2 separate regions of the Mus musculus genome follow, and region 1 is linked to region 2. Evidence: chromatin contacts called from public HiChIP or PLAC-seq data. All regions are on one chromosome and are shown on one strand. The core of a region is the stretch at or near the end of the contact, and the rest is flanking DNA. Distances in the headings are between cores, read along the strand shown.

Region 1 (2,755 bases), core at 143-2,642, 520 kb after region 2:
CACACCACCATTCATCACGCCAGGCTTGCATTGCCTTATTATACTTTCATTTTCTAATTTTCTTTTTAAAAGCAAAACCTGCAAGAATATGTTGATTATTATTACCACTGTGTTTGGGCAAGATTAAATGAATATAGCTGTGGGTTGAAAATATTTGCCATAGTTATCAGTCACCTTTAGCTTCAAGTGGTGTACCTTCTTAACTTCAGAATTTATAAGTATTTGACCCTGAGTTAATAGAGTTCTATCTACAAAGGCCAAGGACAAAAGCAGGCTGGGGGTCACCAGTGATTTTAAGACCCACAGACAGGGGCTGAGTTTAAGTGTAATAGCGGGATTTTAAAATTCCTTAGGGGTGGGTGGATATGGGGGACTTTTGGTATAGCATTGGAAATGTAAATGAGTTAAATACCTAATAAAAAATGGAAAAAAAAAATTCCTTAGAAAGTTGCTACGGAATTTCCTCACTATTAATGATTTACAAAATAAAGTACACAGGAGAAAAGAACACTCGGTTAGTTTTCAAGACTGTTTCACAAACTAAGTCCTGGGGGCTGAAGAAGTACAAGGAATACAAAGGCAAACAAAATCAAGACAGAGGGCGAGGAAGGGTGGACAAAGAACTCCCCTAACCTAAGAGGTCCCAGGAAACCAAAAACCAACCACCACCAATCCCTGGCTTTAGAAATGTGGAGGGGCAGAGACAGTTTCAGAGCCGGGAAGCTCACTGAGGATGCCACCCACAGTTTGTAGTTAACTGTTTCCAATAAAACCAAACATGCATTATGTTTAATAAACTTGATCGGAAAATGGATTCTACGGATCATTCAGACTTGTCTTTGCGAGTTACAATTTAAAAGCACACACCTGTGCACGAAGGTGTTCCCGTCAACGAAATCGATCTCGTTAGATTCTCACAAACTAAGCCCACCACGTCATTTACACAATCTATACAACTCATTTTCTTTATGTCCCCACGCTTCAGGCGTGTGACAAAAAGACCTGGAAGTTTGGCAAAAACTCACTTCATTTCCAAGCCTCTGAGCCTTCACTTTCCCCTGCGTCCAGGCCACAAGAGGTGTCTAGATGCACAGGTGCGTCCCTGTCCCTCTCTGGCACCCCCACGGCCCACGAGACCACGGGTGGCCCGTTCTTCCGCGGGTGCGCCCCCTCACCCCCGCCCTCCCGAGCCCCGCAGACCCTGCTCTCCGCCTTCCCCCGCCAGGGAACCTGCACTTACACGGCACAGCCTCCGGCGACGGTGACACAATGGTGTTCAGCTTCGGGGAGCCCCAGCCCGCGCAGTCTGCTGCCACCACAGAACTCCCGAGAGACCGAGCCTCTGCGGTGTCTCCAGGGCAACCAGGACGCGCAGGCTGCGCAGCTTCCACACAACTTGCTCGCTCTCTCTATTCGATTCGTTCCCTGGCAGGGTTACCTTCCATCCATCACCCATAGCTCTTACCTTATTCCTTGAGCTGTTTAGAGTCAGCCGTGGCTCATTAACGCCATTTTTGTAACTCAGCGAGACGCTGCTCCAGAGACCCTGGGCAGATTCAGAGTAGGGCGGGGGTGGGGGGGGTTGTCACCCAGTGGGGAAGAAAGCAAGGCAGATATCATTGAATGTGGCATCGAGACAAACATGTTAACAAACATGTTAATTTCAGTCGTTACCCACAGAATAAACTGAACTCCAAGGCGCGCGCATGCGCGCGCACGCACACACACGCGCGCACACACACACACACGTACCATATGCTATGTATGTATGTATGTATGTATGTATGTATGTATGTATTGTCTGATCTTCCCTTCTTAGTAGGTGTCTCCTTTCCTCCTGTACCTCACCTCCTCATTTCCTCAGGAATATGCTCAAGGATCACATTTTAAACGGAATGAAATCTGGAAGCACATTTACCTCACTCATTCAAGACCAGAATTCACATTTACCCATTTTTATATAATTTCTGCCTGTATGCTAGAAAACATTTCTCATCAGGTGCACCAGTAGTCCACTTTATGTACATACAAACATGTTGGCCTAATTCCATCTTTACTGGACTCTGTGTGTGTGTGTGTGTGTGTGGTGCGTGCTTCTCACCTTGAGACAGGGTCTTTGTCCTCTTTTGTGTATGACAGGGGGGCTGGCCTGTGACTTTTGGAAAGATTCTCCTGTCTCTCCATCTTGCCCCAAGAGCATTGGTGTTACAGATGGAGTCCATCCAGCTCACAGGGATTCTAGGGACTTAAACTCAAGTCTTTCCACTTGCATGGAGATCTCTATCCACTGTCTCCCCAGTCTGACAAGGTCTCTATGCAGTCCTGGTGGTTGTCCTTGAACTTGCTATGTACAAAAGGCTGGCCTCAAACTCAGGGATTTGCTAGCCTTTGCTTCCCAAGTGCTGGGATTAAAGATCACAAGGACTGGCTCCTCTCCACCTTTTGTGAGATAGGATCTCATGTTGCCTAGGCTGACCTGGGACTTGCTACGTAGCCAAGACTCTGAACTTGAGTCTCCTGTCTCCACAGTTGTGAATGCTCCCCATTCGCTCCCCATTTCTCCAAGCTACTCATCTACACAGAGACTCTTCACCGGCCCACTTTGGTTCTGTGCCAGGTCCTTGTCCACACACTCAAAGCTCTACTGCATTTAACATCACCGTTCCTTGAACATGCGGCATTTTTGCATTTCAACTATAGCATCACCCGTCAGCCCATCCCTGCATATCAAGTTCCTTTTCTTCTACCAAGGATG
Region 2 (2,780 bases), core at 5-2,504:
CTCGTCATCTGAACGCCTTTTATTTGACAGCAGGGACAGACACACACACACACACTTAGATCACCGGCCCACTCATTTCTGTAACAAGAAAACTTATCTTGGCCATTGCCTGGCCTGAATGAACCCCATGCCCACAAAGCCTTTTCTATAGAAAGATATTAAACTAGCGAGGGCTAAACTACGGGGAGAGCACGAGGGCGCAATTTGTCATTGCATCGCGGTTCCCACGGAGACGAGGCCACGAGAGCCTTCCCGTTATGGTTGCCCAGCGTGAGGATGATGCGGGTCGGGGAGGCCGGGTCCCCAGCACAGCCTCGGAGCCGGAGTTGCTCAACTAACAAAGAGCGGATCCCGCCGAGGGCGCGCGGCGCAGCCTCCCGGAGCGGAAGCGACACCCGCCCGCCCCCGCCGCCCCCACCCCGCTACCCTCCCCAAGTTCAGGGCCCGGACTCCGGGAGGCCCGGCACCCCAAGCCCACCCAAAGCCGGCATTCGGGATTCGGGGATCGTGGGCAATAAAGGAAAGAATCAGTCCGAGTCGCCAGCTACGCGCTCGGCGTGCACGCAGCGGCAAAGGCGGCCAGGCCGAACCCCCGCCGCCGGGCCCTGCTGGAGGGACGCGGCGCGGCGCCGCGCTTTGTTACCGTGGACAGGGGCATGCTCCGAGGGCCACCGCCGCTGCCACCTTCGTCGCCGCCGCTCCCTCCCTCATCGCCGTCGCCTTCGTCGCCTTCTTCTCCACCTTCGCCTTCCTCGCCGTCGCCGCCGCCGCCGCTGCCTCCGTCTCCGTCGCCTCCGTCGCCGCCGCCGCTGTCGCTATCGCTCCCCGCCTGAGGCGTCGCTTCCTGGCGATTCTCGCTCTCCTCGGCCGAGTAGACGATCTCTCCCTCCTCGGTCTTGAGGCGCTTGGCCTGGCTCTCGAACTCCCGGTCCTCCTCGTACGTCTCCTCCTTGGGGGAGGAGGAGGAGGAGGAGGACATGGCGGCGGCGGTGGAGACGGCGCGGGAGACGGGCCTCAGATGTCGCTGATCGGTCCCCGCCGCGGGCTGCGCCTCCTCGGCGCGGGTCTGAGCTGGCCCGGCGTCCTCCGCGGCGCGCTCCAGGAGCCCGTGACTGAGAAGGGAGCGCGGGCTGAGGGGACGCTTCCCTTTATCTCTCAGCCAGCCTCCAGCCTCTCCCTCCGCCAGCTTCGCGGCTCCCAGCCCCGGGGGGGACGCGAAAGTAAGGATGGGGCCGGGCCGTGGCTTCCGGTCTTCCCTCCTCCCTGATCCGCTCCCCGCCGCTCAGGCGGAGCCTCCACCCCGCCTTGACTGCCGCCGGGCGGGATGGGATCCAGGGCCCGAGAGTTTCCGCCCCCTTGCCGAACTTCCGCCTCCTATTGGAAGAGCGAAAGTCGATCTGGCTTCCAATTGGCTGGAAGAACTGCTCGTCAGAATCCCAGCCTGGACTCTCGCTGGGCTCCGGTCGGGACCGTGCAACGCCCGCTGCGCGCGGTTCCGCAGCGGTTGCAGCCCCGTGGCGGTTAGCGCTGTTAGGCCCTGGCCGCCGCTGAGATACCGGGTGAATGTGAGGAGCCGGCGATGCGTTCGGCAGAGTCGGGGCTGTGGGTGTTAACCGCCTTCCCGCTAATTTGAATGCTTTTCTTCTTCATTTTAAAAAGATGAGGGAGACCTGGAGAATCTTTAAAAAGATGAGGGAAACCTGGAGAATCTCCGCGCACCTAACCACACACAGCCCCCGAAAGCGCGTGGACTCTGCGCCACTAACTAAACAGAACAACCGTTAGCTGTTACTGACTGTGGCGAGCCAGCGAGATGATGCACACAGGTCTGCGCAGGGCATAGGTGACCTGCAAACCGGACCTATTGCTGCAGACATACCTATCCAAGTCCCTGCTGCAGTTACATATTCTCAACCTTCCTCTAAAACCCCTATTCTCACTGTTCTGAATGATCGTCTTCATTTTCCAAAATAGGAAACTCTCACAATCCTGTTCGTTTCCAGCCCACAACTCACTTCCTCTGTGAAGCCTAAAGACTGTTTTAAGGTTTTTAGCTGTTTCTATTTGCAAAAGGCCTTTGAATAACTAAAGGTGTTGTTTTAAAACAAAACAAAACTGGACGTGCTTAAGGGCAGGTACTGTGTTCATTTTTATAATCTAGTTCCAGTACAGTTCACCCCAACCCAATCCACCCCCGAATGGATTTCAGTGACCAACTTACTGGGTTGAAATTATGGTGTCTAGCTAGCAAGAAACCCACCGCGCCCTAAGTGCCCTGTTACTTTAAGCCTTGGAAAACTAAGATTCGTTCTGCGCACTTGTTTTGAACCTCTTCCTTTCCCAGTTGTGGGTTGTTCCCTCCTCTAGCCTGTTTTTTTTCCCCCAAAGGCATTTCTTCCCCCAGAAAGATGTGTGATCGTTCTTTTAACATATGTTGCTTTCTCCTTTATACTTTGCGTCGCTTGTCATTTTAGAATCCTAAGGAATCTAAGCGTTTCTGCAAACTGTACCACTGTGTGTGAGAGAGAGAGAGAGGCCGCTTGCAGAACTGAAAATTAGAAATATGTCTTTAAAATTAAGATAAGACTGACGTGTACCGAAGAAATATCAAAGAAGGAATTGCAGAGCTGGGGACAGATAAGGAAACGTCCTGAGCGAGAGCAACTGCATCCGCAGTCAGAAAAACACTGCACCAGTTTTGCCCAAAAGTTTTTGTCTGAGTCAGATGCTCCATACAAATTGACAGTGCAAAAGTTTCTGTGCAAGAAAGTTCAGGTACA

What was found. HiChIP or PLAC-seq counts read pairs in DNA pulled down with a chosen protein or histone mark.
Region 1: an H3K4me3 HiChIP or PLAC-seq map of embryonic stem cells shows a contact between it and region 2, with 2.2 times the contacts expected there. The contact joins the promoter of Cdkl4 here to the promoter of Hnrnpll in region 2. A contact is called at or near these places in 3 of 39 promoter capture datasets (the C10 cell line, liver and pre-B cells), 8 of 484 Hi-C or Micro-C datasets (B cells, CD4 T cells, CD8 T cells and 3 more), 4 of 115 datasets of contacts at active chromatin or transcription factors (embryonic stem cells, memory CD8 T cells, microglia and 1 more) and 1 of 9 other capture datasets (liver).

What each region holds. Positions count from the first base shown.
Region 1 is chr17:80,576,092-80,578,846 of GRCm38.p6, forward strand. It overlaps Cdkl4 (cyclin-dependent kinase-like 4), which reads right to left and starts at 1,393. Exons shown (of 10, transcript NM_001360143.1): 1 at 1,241-1,393.
Region 2 is chr17:80,061,014-80,063,793 of GRCm38.p6, forward strand. Hnrnpll (heterogeneous nuclear ribonucleoprotein L-like) reads right to left here and starts at 1,255. Exons shown (of 13, transcript NM_144802.4): 1 at 644-1,255. The coding sequence starts at 979. 4933407O12Rik reads left to right here and starts at 1,209. Exons shown (of 2, transcript XM_006525248.3): 1 at 1,209-1,559; 2 at 1,660-2,449. The coding sequence starts at 1,227. The coding sequence ends at 1,785.